Regions from separate parts of the Zea mays genome. Here region 2 is linked to region 1. Evidence: chromatin contacts called from public Hi-C data. All regions are on one chromosome and are shown on one strand. The core of a region is the stretch at or near the end of the contact, and the rest is flanking DNA. Distances in the headings are between cores, read along the strand shown.

The links. A called contact is a pair of places that touch in the nucleus more often than the background predicts.
Region 2: a Hi-C map of ear shows a contact between it and region 1, with 1.9 times the contacts expected there. The contact joins the promoter of LOC100384199 here to the promoter of LOC100282954 in region 1. A contact is called at or near these places in 2 of 25 Hi-C or Micro-C datasets (ear and endosperm).

Annotation. Positions count from the first base shown.
Region 1 is chr10:120,766,176-120,772,990 of Zm-B73-REFERENCE-NAM-5.0, reverse strand. LOC100282954 reads left to right here and starts at 2,216. Exons shown (of 4, transcript NM_001155859.1): 1 at 2,216-2,631; 2 at 2,773-2,895; 3 at 6,003-6,221. The coding sequence starts at 2,467.
Region 2 is chr10:121,565,233-121,571,701 of Zm-B73-REFERENCE-NAM-5.0, reverse strand. It overlaps LOC100384199, which reads left to right and starts at 2,885. Exons shown (of 8, transcript NM_001353414.1): 1 at 2,885-3,235; 2 at 6,000-6,321. The coding sequence starts at 6,068.

The sequences.
Region 1 (6,815 bases), core at 967-3,466:
CATCGGCATATGGTGACTCGTCTGCGATAATGGATGACTTTATCTGTGATGGAGTGCGAGTGAACTATCGCTAGATGGAGAGGCAGATGTGTGGATCTGCTGGAGAGCGACAAACGTATTTGGTACGAAGCCACGGACAGAGCATTATTTTTGTGGACACGAAGCCACTAACTGTTGGAGTTGGTCTAAGTCCACAAGAGGTAAGGACTTTGCCATGACTAGAGGGTCATTCATTTGGTCCTTGTGTTCTTCTTCATTTTGATCTGTTGCATTCCATCTCGAGACTCTTGCGCTGAGACATAGTGGTAGTTGGGTCCATGCAGACAGAGAGGAGTCAGTCGCTAGAAGAGAAGCCCCACCATTCCATGCTATCCTAGGACAGTGGTCTTGACCATGAAGATGGAGGTCGCTGATGGTGCCCAAGGTCGACGAGGATGACTTACATTGACTCACAGGTGGATCATTCAAAAATAGCCGAGGTGGCCAAGAAAACAACAATGCAAATAGAAAAGAATGTTCCCTTGAACAACTTTCAAAAAAGCTTTTGCATTGGTTATTAAAGGTTTTATTTTCTTATAGCTTAATTAGTCTAGTAAACTAATTTGGAAGAATTCAACAACTGCATGTGTTTTTGTTTGTATCTTACATTTACCGCTATTTGGGTTTCCGGGTTGTGTATATTCTTTATGCTTCTGAGCTGCTATAGTGATTGGTATTCCACATGCGAGCTACGACTATTTCGAGCATCCTCATTTTTATTTCAAACTCCAGCTTATAAATAGTGCAGTATACAATGTAAAATAGTGTAAACTAGTATTTTATACGATCATATGCACGATTTGCTAGCCATATTATAAGTGGAGCCTATTTTTCAATAATGTGTGCATGCAAAACTAGTTGATGCCTTCTCTGTTCAGACTAATAAATACTAATGTATACTCCTTAACAGGTAGCAAGTTACATGCGAAGGTGGCAACAACGTACAAGTCCCCATGACGCTCCTAGCTGAAAAGCTGCTCCTTGAATGACTGTAGAAGTCCCTTATCCCCGTGGCCCTCCTAGCTGGAAAGCTATTCTAGTAACTGAAGAAAATTCTAAATGTTGTAAATAAGATAGGTTCAAATTCACATCTAAAAATTGAGTAAAGGTTAGCAACCATAGAAAAGATGGTGATTGTCATAAAGATGAACAAATGATCAACATATAAAAGGAAATAAGAAAATCGAAATGTAAGAGCTCAAATCAAAGGTATAAGTTAGGACATTTTATCTTACCAATCAAGACATAATAGAGTGTGTAATTGGATTTAGCATAGACGATCATACTATTAAAAGAAGAGTTTAATTGGACAACCAACCATCTAGTGCCACTAGGTATCGAAATTATATGTATTGCATATAGACCTAAGTTATAGGCTGAGAGTAGGGAAAATGTTTATTGAAAACACTTTAAAAAATACAAACTAGGCTCTAACTTGTTTTTGACAAAACATTGTATAGTTAAGTCGGTTGGAAAGAGATGACAAAATGCTCTCGATGCAGATTTCCAGAGCTCATCAAACATATCCTGTGAGGCATTGGACATGACACTAGATATGCGTATGGTGTCCAGTGTAGGAGGGGTCCACCAGACAAGCAACTTAGAGGGCATCAAAAGGAAGGCATACAAACGTGCATATGACAGAATGTGCTCGGAGTGCCATCAGATGTCACATTGGAAAGAGCACTCAAACGTCGTATAAACTTACATATTTCGATTATGTACTCAACAGACGTGTCCTTAACATGTCTAATGGTTGCACTGAGCATCTAACATGTGTTAACAACTAGTTTATAGTCGTTTGAAGGGCATCAATGTATTCAGTGTAACCCCTACTAGCTTAGTGGACATGTTTGGTGCATGGAAATCTGTGTTTTAAAAGGTAGCGATTAGAATTTTCTAGGAGATTATAAATAGACCTTTTTGATAGTCCTTGGTTGGTATTACTCAACCATTAACACTTGCATACATCTCTGGAGGCTAGATCTATTTAAACGTCACGGCAGGTTGTATTATAAGTTGTTTGGCCTGATCTATACCTAGTATCAGATTGAGTTAGATCAGGTTAGTCCGTGTTTTTCAATTGGACGTGTCGGGTTGTGTTTTTAGCGTTGGATTAAGTTTTTTTAAGTTGGATTGTGCTTTGGATAAAAAAAATATGGCTCTTAATTCATCCGATTTCTATGTTCTTTTCTTACAAGTGAACAGCCGTTGCCCGTCGGCCGCCGCCCCTCCCTCCGCGCCCTCCCGACCACCGCTCCTTCCCCGCCTTCCACCTGCGCTGTCCGCCAGTCCTCCTCCACCTCGCTCCGGCACGCAGGGCCCACAAGAAGCGCCCCTTCCAGAAGTTAATCCGCCCCGGTTTGACTAGGGTTTGTCCCGTCTCCTAATCGATCAGATTGGCAGGTAACTGCCGTTGCCGCCGCGATGAAGAGGTACGGACTGCAGCTCCGCACGAAGCCGCCATCGTCCTCGTCGTCACGCGCGCCGCCACCTCCCGCCCGGCCCCTGGCGGCCTTCGCCGACGACGATGACGATGATGTGGAGGCAGAAATCCTCCGCCAGGCGGCCAAGAAGCGCTCCCTCCAGAAGGTAACCTGCTCCAGCCACCAGCTCGCGCGTACGCTTCTCCACCGATTTCATGGCAACCACATTAGATAATTCTTTTTTTTTTCTGTCTTCCCCCTCTTGTCCGGATGGGGATGTTGTTGTTGCCGTGTTGCGCGCGCACAGGTTGAGGAGCAGCAAAAGAAGGCCATGGAGGAGGATCCCTCGGTGTACGCCTACGACGAGCTGTACGACGAAATGAAAGAGAAGGAAGCCCGCCCTAAGATGCAGGATAAGGTCGTCCGCGAGGTAATTCCTCTATCCTGCCTTTGAGAGTTGTTTATTTGCTTCGTTTATGCTCACTGCGATATGCGACAGAGTAGTTACTAGTTAGTTACAAGTACTTTTTAGTGAAGAAGACTAATTGCTAGCTTAGGGTGTGTTTGGTTCAGCTTCCTGAACCAGATTCACTGCCAAAATATGAAATCTAAACCAAACAGGTACAACAGCAGAATAGATTCCTGAAAATCCATAGATTCCTATAGTTCAATTCAGAATCACCTCCTACCACAGATTTCCTAGATTCTTGTCATCCATGTTACAAGTTGTTTTGCTCTTATAGAATTTATAGTTGACAGTTGTTTCAACCAAACAAATTTTAGTTTTTTCACAATTGTCAGCTCACAATAATTTTCTCGTAGCTCATAGCTAGAATCAGACTTTAAAAAATCTACAACTGAACCAAATAGACCCTTAGTCTTGCATCCCGATTCTTAGTGTTTGATTCCTAAAATCTTAATTTTTCAAGTGTTGCTTTTGGTGTTTTACTTGTTTTTTGGGAAGGGAAAAGAACATAGGACCATAGTATTCAAGGTGTCACCCAGGCGGTGCGAGCCGGGGAGGTAAGGCGTCCTCCTCGCCTTGCTCTGGAACCTAAGGCGCGGGTGGGAGCTGTGGCGCGGTGGAGGGAGACGCTGGGGAGTGTGGCGCGGCAGAGGGCGGTGCAGCAGAGGGTGGGGCTGGGGAGGGCCTCGCGGTGGATAGCGGCGCGCTGGAGACGGTGGAGGGCGGCTGGGAGAGAGAGGGAGAAGCGACTAGGGAGGGAGGGAGGGTTAGTTGGGCTTAACCTAATATTAATGGGCTGAGTTGGGTTGGCTGGACTGTTTCTTTTTCTTTATTCTTTTTCTCTTCTTTGTTAATATTTTTGTCCTAAACACTTTCTTAAATATCAGTATTATTTCTATTTTTATTATTTTATATATATTTAAAGCGCCGCCTACCTTACGCTTTACCACTCAAAAGATAAAAAGGGGGTCAGTCGCGTTACCACCTTAACAACTATGAATAGGACATTGTTGTTATGTGGAAGAGCTTTGCTTTGCTGCTTAGATTGAGAGTTTCCTTGTTTGTGAGATGAATTTTGAATTGAGGGCTAAATAGGGATTGTTTAGCTAGCTGAAAATCTCCTGTTTGTAACAATCTAATCCCATTTTTTGGGCAAAAGGCTGTTTGCTTTTGTTGAATGTTTATTGATGCAAATTGCAAGTATTTGAAAATTAGCAGCATGTCACATTGATACCTGATTTTCGAATTTTGCACAAACTTTAGATCGAGAAAGACATTAATATGATTATTAAGGCGGTAAGTTGAGACACGGCGACCCGCCAATTTGAGTCGACTAGGCGTTTAAGGTGCACGGTGAGGTGACAGCATGCATGTGTCCTAACCAACTATAGGACAGCAAAATCTTACCTTATTGTTGCTGATTGTAGAGCTCTCTTTTGAATTGCCCTTGTTCCATGTAGCACACATGCCCCTTGCAAGTTGTAACATATTTATTCTATATAATTATGATGAATGTGACTAAATAAGTTGTACAATACTATAATTCAATAAATTGGCTAAGTAAATATGGATCAAGCCTACCTTGTTAACGCGATCTCTCTTCTCTCAAACCACAGGCCACAGGAACAATGAGGAATGCAGCAATGTTAGTAACGATAAGGAATGCAGTAAACATATAAGCAAGTTGTGTAAGCGAGGAATCAAATAACAGGACCACGGGTGAATAAAATATGGCATAAGTAGCACCATAGTTAAATGGTCCACGGCCAGCCAGCCACATTAGAATTTAGAAGTAATTCACATCCACAAGCTTGTGAGCTACTAGTGGCAAATTAATCATGGATGTTTGCAGCAGCCTCAAGGTCCTCTCCATTGTTGGAGCCATTAGGGCCAGGAGCATCTTCACAATCTGTCACATCAGCATCGTCATGTGGGTCTTGACTTGCTTCATCTTCTTCGTCATCTAAACCTAAGTCATCTTCAACCAACCTTGGCTTAGAAGGTCTTGCACGCTTGCTGCTAGCATTCCTTCTGAGATTGCATCCTCGTAGTGAGCTTGATGCAGCAAGAGCTTCATCAACATGTTCCCATTTAAGATCATGTAAGTGAAGTTATGGAGACACGAAACACAAGCTAGTGACAGTCTAAAATCCACCCAGAACCACAAGTGGCAATGCAAACTGCATAGTACAGAGGCCTACAAACTACAAACCATATAGTTAAAGAACAGAGGCATTGCACATCCAAGAGAAGAGAAGGCGGAGGGAGAGAAAGAGATGCTCACACGTACCTGTCCCATGAGCTTGCGACATGGAGCTGCCCGAGACTGGAACTGGCAGAGCAGCACAATGAGCTGTGGATCCAAGGCACTAATCAGCGGAAAAGAGGGAAGGAAGACCAGAGGAGACACCAATTAGAGGCGCAAATTGTTGGATAAAAGCAGAGGAGGCTCGAATCAACGAAGGGAGGGGTTAATTGATGGAGAAGAAGAGGTGGTGTGGCACTGCCAATAACAAGTGTGTGCCCTCCTCCATTCCCTGCTTTGTTAATTTGTGCACAGGACAGATGGGATATGGACTTGTGGGAGCTGTAGGTCCGTGATTTCCTGCAAGCATGCAGCTCCTGCGGCCGCGCTCACACCCAATCCCCCTCCAATTTGCTCATGTGTTATCCGCTTTGGGTCGCTCGGGCTTAAATGTCGCGGAATCGCGCCAAGGCAATGACTTTTTTCCGCAGGGCGAATCCCTTCGTGTATTGGTTGTGGCAAGGCCCAGCTTGAAATCGTGACTAGATGCCTAGGCAACGACTTAAAAAGCACTCATTACTAAATATAGCTACTCAATCTTGCATGCTATATTTGTCACAGTTGATTATTGACCTGTTTTTGACTGGAGTCCCCCCCCCCCCCCCCCCCCCCACACACACACACACACACACAAAAGTGCTTGGTTCAACATTCCATATGTTAACATGATATTTTTCCTTGTTCTTTCTGATTTGGGCCACTAGCTCTGAGTTCTATTCTTGTTTGATATTTTCATTTTCTAACGTAATGCATTTCCTTTGAACAGTCAAAGTATATTGCACAACTTAAGGAAAAAGCAGAGCTACGCAAACGAGAACAAGATATAATATACGAGAGGAAGCTTCAGAAAGAGAGAAGCAAGGAGGACCACCTTTTTGGGGACAAGGATAAATTTGTAACATCAGCCTACAGGAAGAAACTTGAGGAGCAGCAAAAGTGGCTTGAAGAAGAAAGAGTGAGGCAGCTTCGAGAAGAAAAGGAAGATGTAAGTTATTCATTCGTTTGATGTTATCCTCTACCTGCTTTTTTGCATTCACGAATTCCAATTTGAATAACTTATTTCTGTTTCTTTCAAGCTGCATGTTTGCCTGCCCTTTATTCAATATGTTATGCTATGGACATAATCTACATATTTCTGATGAAACCTTGTTCATGAGTCAGTCTAGTTCACCTTGCTGAACTACATGTAAGTTGGATGACTGCTCATCCTGTTGAGATTTGTGTTTTATGATATATCATCGAGTGTCTAGTTTGAATTAGGCTGTTTTTACATGTGGCTACGTGCCATCATTGTGGCACCAGATTATGAATAAAGGGATTTTGGTTCGTATGAATTCTGATGCATACATACATAAAACTGGCCTTTTATACCGTCTTTTTAGCTTTCCCTTACTTCAGGACTACATTTATTTTAGCAGAGATTTAATTTGTTTCTGCAAAATATGATCTAACTGTAAATTGCCCTTGAGCATTTTGCCATTTGTCTGTCATGCCTAACCTGTTTACGATATTAGTGACATAAATGCTGTTTTTTCTGATGTTCATCTGCGAATCAGATTGCCTGCCAAAAGAAACTGCG
Region 2 (6,469 bases), core at 1,636-4,135, 800 kb before region 1:
TCAACATACCAGCCCGAGAACTTGGGACCCAACCGTACACCCGGGCTACAGCCAGCTTGCATGAGGGAACAACCAGACCGGCCGAGGCAGAACGAAACGCATTAAGACCTCGAAGGAGTCAAACCACTCCTCCGAGGCCTCGGGGGCTACACCCGGCGGGTGCGCTCGCGCGCACCCACCGGAACAAAACGCAATCGAGAAAGGCCGGTCCCCTTGCAAAAAAGTGCGACAAAAGCCTCCAAGCGAGTATTAACACTCCCTTCGAGGCTCAGGGGCTACAGTCGGGGACCATAATTAGGGGTACCCCCAAGGCTCCTAATCTCAGCTGGTAACCCCCATCAGCACAAAGCTGCAAAGGCCTGATGGTGCGATTAAGTCAAGGCTCGGTCCACTCAAGGGACACGATCTCGCCTCGCCCGAGCCCAGCCTCGGGCAAGGGCAGCCGACCCCGGAGGATTTACGTCTCGCCCGAGGGCCCCCTCAAGCAACGGACACACCTTCGGCTCGCCCGAGGCCCAGCCTTCGCCAAGAAGCAACCTTAGCCAAATCGCCACGCCAACCGACTGTATCGCAGGAGCTTTTAATGCAAGGATGGCCTGACACCTTATCCTGACGCACGCCCTTCAGTCGACAGAGCCGAAGTGACTGCAGTCACTTCGCCGCTCCACTGACCGGCCTGACAAGAGGACAGCGCCGCCTGCGCCGCTCCGACTGCTGTGCCACTCGACAGAGTGAGGCTGACAGCAGCCAAGTCCGGCCTCGGGCGCCATAGGAAGCTCCGCCTCGCCCGACCCCAGGGCTCGGACTCGGCCTCGGCCCCGGAAGACGACGAACTCCGCCTCGCCCGACCCCAGGGCTCGGACTCGGCCTCGGCCCCGGAAGACGAAGCACTCCGCCTCGCCCGACCCCAGGGCTCGGACTCGGCCTCGGCCCCGGAATACGACGAACTCCGCCTCGCCCGACCCCAGGGCTCGGACTCGGCCTCGGCCCCGGAAGACGACGAACTCCGCCTCGCCCGACCCCAGGGCTCGGACTCGGCCCTTGCCTCAGCCGACGGTCTCCGCCTCGCCCGACCCAGGGGCTCGGACTCGACCTCGACCTCGGAAGACAGACTCGACCTCGACCTCGGAGGAGCCTCCGCCTCGCCCGACCCAGGGCTCGGACCGACCACGTCGCAGGAGGGGCCATCATTGCCCTACCCCTAGCTAGCTCTGGCTACGGGGAACAAGACCGGTGTCCCATCTGGCTCGCCCCGGCAAAGCAAATAATGATGGCGCCCCGCGTGCTCCATGACGACGGCGGCTCTCAGCCCCCTTACGGAAGCAAGGAGACGTTAGCAAGGACTCGACAGCCCCGACAGCTGTCCTTCCGCCAGGCTCCAGCGCTTCTCCGACGGCCACGACATCTCATGAACAGGGTGTCAAAACCTCTCCGGCTGCCACGACGGCATGTACTTAGGGCACTAGCTCCTCTCTTCTAGACACGTTAGCACACTGCTACGTCTCCCATTGTACACCTGGACCCTCTCCTTACGCCTATAAAAGGAAGGTCCAGGGCCCTCTTACAGAAGGTTGGCCGCGCGGGGAGGACGGGACGACGCGTGCAGGCCTCTCGCTCCCTCCCACGCGGACGCTTGTAACCCCCTACTGCAAGCGCACCCGACCTGGGCGCGGGACAAACACGAAGGCCGCGGGTTTCCCCTTTTACGCCTGTCTCCCTCCGGTTTTCCCCCTTCGCGCTCCGTCTCACGCCGACCCATCTGGGCTGGGGCACGCGGCGACAATTTACTCGTCGGTCCAGGGACCCCGGGATCGAAACGCCGACAAAACCAAACATACTATAAGTAGGGGTGGTAATGGACCACGATCCAAATTCTTTTTCACAAATTGTTAGGACCCTAAATAAATTTTAGTTTAAAATGAATAGAAATATAGTCTGATTCTAATTCGATGTTATTCTTAAATTTTATAATGTAAAATTTAGACCCCTAACTATAAGTGTAGCTTAGACGCTACAAGTGTAGTTCAGTTAGAACGTTGATTGATTGGTGCGCCTGGGATTGTTACATCGACACTGTTTTGTGACAGATGCCTGATCCCTCGGTACTTCACTAGTATCATTTTTTGATCAGATCACTCGTCACTGTCAGGGCCAGGTAGGCCAGTTGAGGCCTCCCCGGGATGCTCGCTGCCGCGCGTTGCATCGGGATCACATGATTGCACGTAGAACCAGAATCTGCCCAGCCAATGCGCGGGAAGTATCCTCCGTCCACGAAGAAAGAAATTCAATCCGCTAGCTAGTCTATGGTGTTACACGTCAAAATGGTTCAATTTTAATCAAATTTGAAGAAAATATTCAACCTTGCCGTTTATCTGGTAAAGCGTATATATGGAGGCATGGAGGTGTAAGGGATAAGAAGATGCTGGGTATATAGGAATATAGGTCCTCCTTATCTCAAGTCCCCAGTCCTTTTGTTTAATATTATCTCTGTTATTTTTTATTTGTCACGTTTTAGTTTAAAAATAAATTAGCCAACGATGAATATTTAAAAACGGAGGTAATGTCAAATAACCATAGTACGCTTAGTGTAGACGTCAAAAATCAAATAAAGGCAATATAAAATATGGATAAAATTTCAATCTCATGCCGAATGAGCCCAGCCAAAGCATCCCACGTGTCCGAGTCCGGAATGGATCCGCGCGGCGACGAGTCGAGCGGGTGCGAGTAGTGTGCCTGTGTGCGACGAACCGCGAAGGCCGATAACCCAGCCCACACGACGAGGCGTGACGAACTCGATCGACCGAGTGCACGGGCCGGGTGGCGTGCACCCTCCGACGCATCGACCTCATTTAAAGCCAGCGAGCAAGCGTGGCGTCCGCCCTCCATCCACCCCTCGCACGCCCACATCCTCTCTTCTTTTCTCCCCCTCCCGCTTCCTTGTTTCCCCTCGTTCTATTTGGATTGGAAGCTTCTCCGCGGCCAAGGTCACGCACACCCACCCACCTGGACCTGGTGCCCGCCGTGTAGGCCTCTCGGCCTTCGTCGTCCTCCAGCCCCAGGCGGAACACGAGGCGGCGGACGTACGGGCTCGACGGAGGCGAGCTGCCGGCCGAGCGACCAGGAAGACGCATTCAGAAGAGGACATCGATCGATCGCGGAGAGTTCCCCGGGTAGCTGACGACGATCCATGCTTGTGGCGGCCGGATCAGTTCGCCCGTCCAACCGGGATTGCTAGGTACGCGCTACTCGTCCTTTAATTTGCGGCCGCTGAGCTTTCGGCTTGCATTTTTGTTTGTCGGTCCGTTTCGCAGCATCAGGATCACTAAACGAACCGGTTTATTTAAAAAATAAATAAACTATGATGTAGAACAGTTAACCGTTGGAGAAAAAAGAAAAGCAAGTCAGTGTTTAGATCCATTCATTTTGGAGGAACTAGAATTTACTTAATAAAATAACATATTTAACTTGTAACTGAGCATTTCACAACTTTTCAATGTTCGAATATAATACTATTTCAAATTTATAGAGTGCAGAATGGAAATAATTTTATCTATCGTTATTTTCTACTCTGCAAATTATAAAATGACTTTTAACCTACTTATCTAGAGTAAGAATGTAGCATATAAATATCTCTGACATTTTGCTAGTAATAGTATATAAATATATTTTACATAAAACTGAATTAACTTAAATGATATAAGTCTAAATTATTTTTATTAGAATGGAATTCAATCCAAAGATCAAATCAAACGGGACGTCAAATGAATTTGAAGTGATGTAGTAGCTGGATTCTGAGAGCGGTATGTCGACCCGTCCCCTTCCATTTTCCGCGCGCGATTTTAGAATTGGCAGGTGTGCAAGCAGTCGAATAGGCCGGCGACGACGTGCTTACATCGTGCGTAGTGGCAATCATGCACTGGCCCTCCAGTTGGCACTGTTGAGCACCATGGTCATCAAGGAAGTTATATAGTCATGCAACGTTAATGCGATAACAACTGGGTTGGTTGTGCTGATTTCCCATTGCCTCATGGCGTTCATGTGATCTGACAGCGAAGCGCGAGCAGCAGATGACTTGGGGGCATGTACAGTGATGTTTAATGTAGATGCTTTTAAGGTGTCTAAATGAGGTAATTGCAAAAAAAATCGTGGAGCCGTCTTTATAAGTCTTTTTATAAAGAGGCGTATATGGTTCGTAACTCAAATAGCAACAGACGTCTCATTTTTTATTGCACAAATTTATCGTCTGTTATATAGATCCAATATTATATAAATGCATTTACTTCTATATTTATTAATAAACTATATTTATAAATACTCTATTATATAATAGAGTCTCCTTATATCTCTTTTACTTAGAGAAGCATTTTGGTGTATGTAACTCTTGGCTTACACAAAGACAATTAAAACAAAAACAATGGGGAGCTCGTGCGCCTTCCGCACGTCGCTGCAGCTCTCATGGAGATGGAAGAATGGAAGCGAGCTGCCGTCAGCTAGCATAGACTAGTCTTGTCTCGGATTACCTGCGGCAGCTCTCTCCTCTTGTCCTCTCCTCCACTTGTGGTAAGGAGGATGAGATTAGCTGATTGATTACCGATTAGTCTAGTCTAGTTAGTCTGAGAGACCAGACTAATTTATTCGCCGGATCGAAGGCAAGTGGGATGAGGCGAACGACGATGAGACGTGAGAGAAATGGCACCGGCAAAGTGGCGACTGGCGAGCGAGGCCGCCGCCGCGCCATGTGGTCGCGGATTTGTCCCTCGGGTGCGGGAATCCCCTGCTTTTACACGTGGTCGGGATCATCTCGGATAGGACCGAGAGTAGTTGCGGAGTTTGCGTTGCAACTTTTTTCCCCCATCCTTCTTTCGTTTGGTAGATGAGATGGCACCGCAGGCTGCAGCGTCTGCAATAATCTGTGTCAGATTGTATAGTAGTCGTCCTCTGGTTCTAGAGATGTGACATTATTATATATGAAAAATGTGATCGAAACCGAACCAAGAAACAAAGCTGGCAAACCGGGGGAGTATCGCCGTGTGGGCTGGCAGCGACCCTGCCTTACAAACATATAAATACATACTAATTACTACTAATTTTTAAATGGTTAAGCATATAAAAAACAGTGATTGATTCAACAAATATGGTTATTTCTTTGTTTGTATGTTTGATAAAAACATGTACTCCTCCGATGTCCTGTTAGTTATCGTTTTAAATAAGGTTTAAGTCAAATTTATAAAATTTTGACTACAAATAATTATTTTATTATATAGTTTTAAAACATAATATTTATATACACCGATTTGTCTTAACAAGTAATTTTATTTAAAGTATCAATGTATTAAAAGATTATTTGTATTTAAAAAAATATTAGTCAAAGTTATATTTAAAAGATTGTGTTATCGTTCTAAACGATAACTAATAGTACATCGAAGGGAGTAGTCTATTAAATTAAATTTAAAATAGAACCAGACACTCATATACTACATATAATCTATTATATATTGTTTATGGACACCTTAAAAAAATGTAGGCACGCGAAAGCTCACGACCCACGAGTGACGACCCCATCTCCTAGCCCATAGAATGAAGTGTCCCGCCGCTTTGCGACCATAGGAAGCAAAGTTCCACGCCAGTCGCTCGCCTGCCGTGACAAGTGGCGGCACACGGTAGGCCGGAACCGGAGCCGACCCTGCATAGTGCGCTCTGATTGTCGCGTCGCTGAATCGATCTCCCAGCTCAGAGACCGACTCCCAGTTTCCTCCTTCTGGCGTGTCTGAATGAATGGTAGTCCACCACAAGATTTTCACGCCGATTTAGCAGTTCTTTTTTTATTCGTACTAGGTTACTTGCATTATGATGAGTTATAAAGATTACTAGTGCTAGAAAGGGCTTTTTTGGCTGAATTTTAAGTGATTCACTACTACGCAGTCTGTGCTCACGCAATTGATAATTATACATTTCCTTTTTCTGCGCACTTAGTATTTCATTTCCATTTTGTCTCAAAGTCCAGGCAGAAGCGCAGGACGGGGCAGCGGCAGCGTGAGCGACGCCACCACCCAAGCGGACGGCAATAATGGACGCTAACCACTCGCCGCCGGCGCAGCCGGAGAGGAATCATGGCAGCTTAAACTACGACATCGAGAGCACGGACGGCACGTGGCGCGGCGCGGGGGCGTGGCAGGAGCAGGACCCATCGTCGGAGGCCCTGATGCGGTACGACGACGACGGGCCCCGGGAGCCGCTGCTGCGAAGGCGCACCATGAACACCACCTCCCAGATTGCCATCGTCGGCGCCAACATCTGCCCCATCGAGAGCCTCGACTACGAGTACGCCCTCCACACAAACCGCCTCCTCTCTGTCTCCCCCCTCCGTGACTGGTGGCTCCGTTGGTTGATTTTGTCAACTTCCCGGAACCTTTGTGTACTAATTTGGCGGAAATGTTTGATCCTTACTGTTTTCCCGTGGTGATTGTGA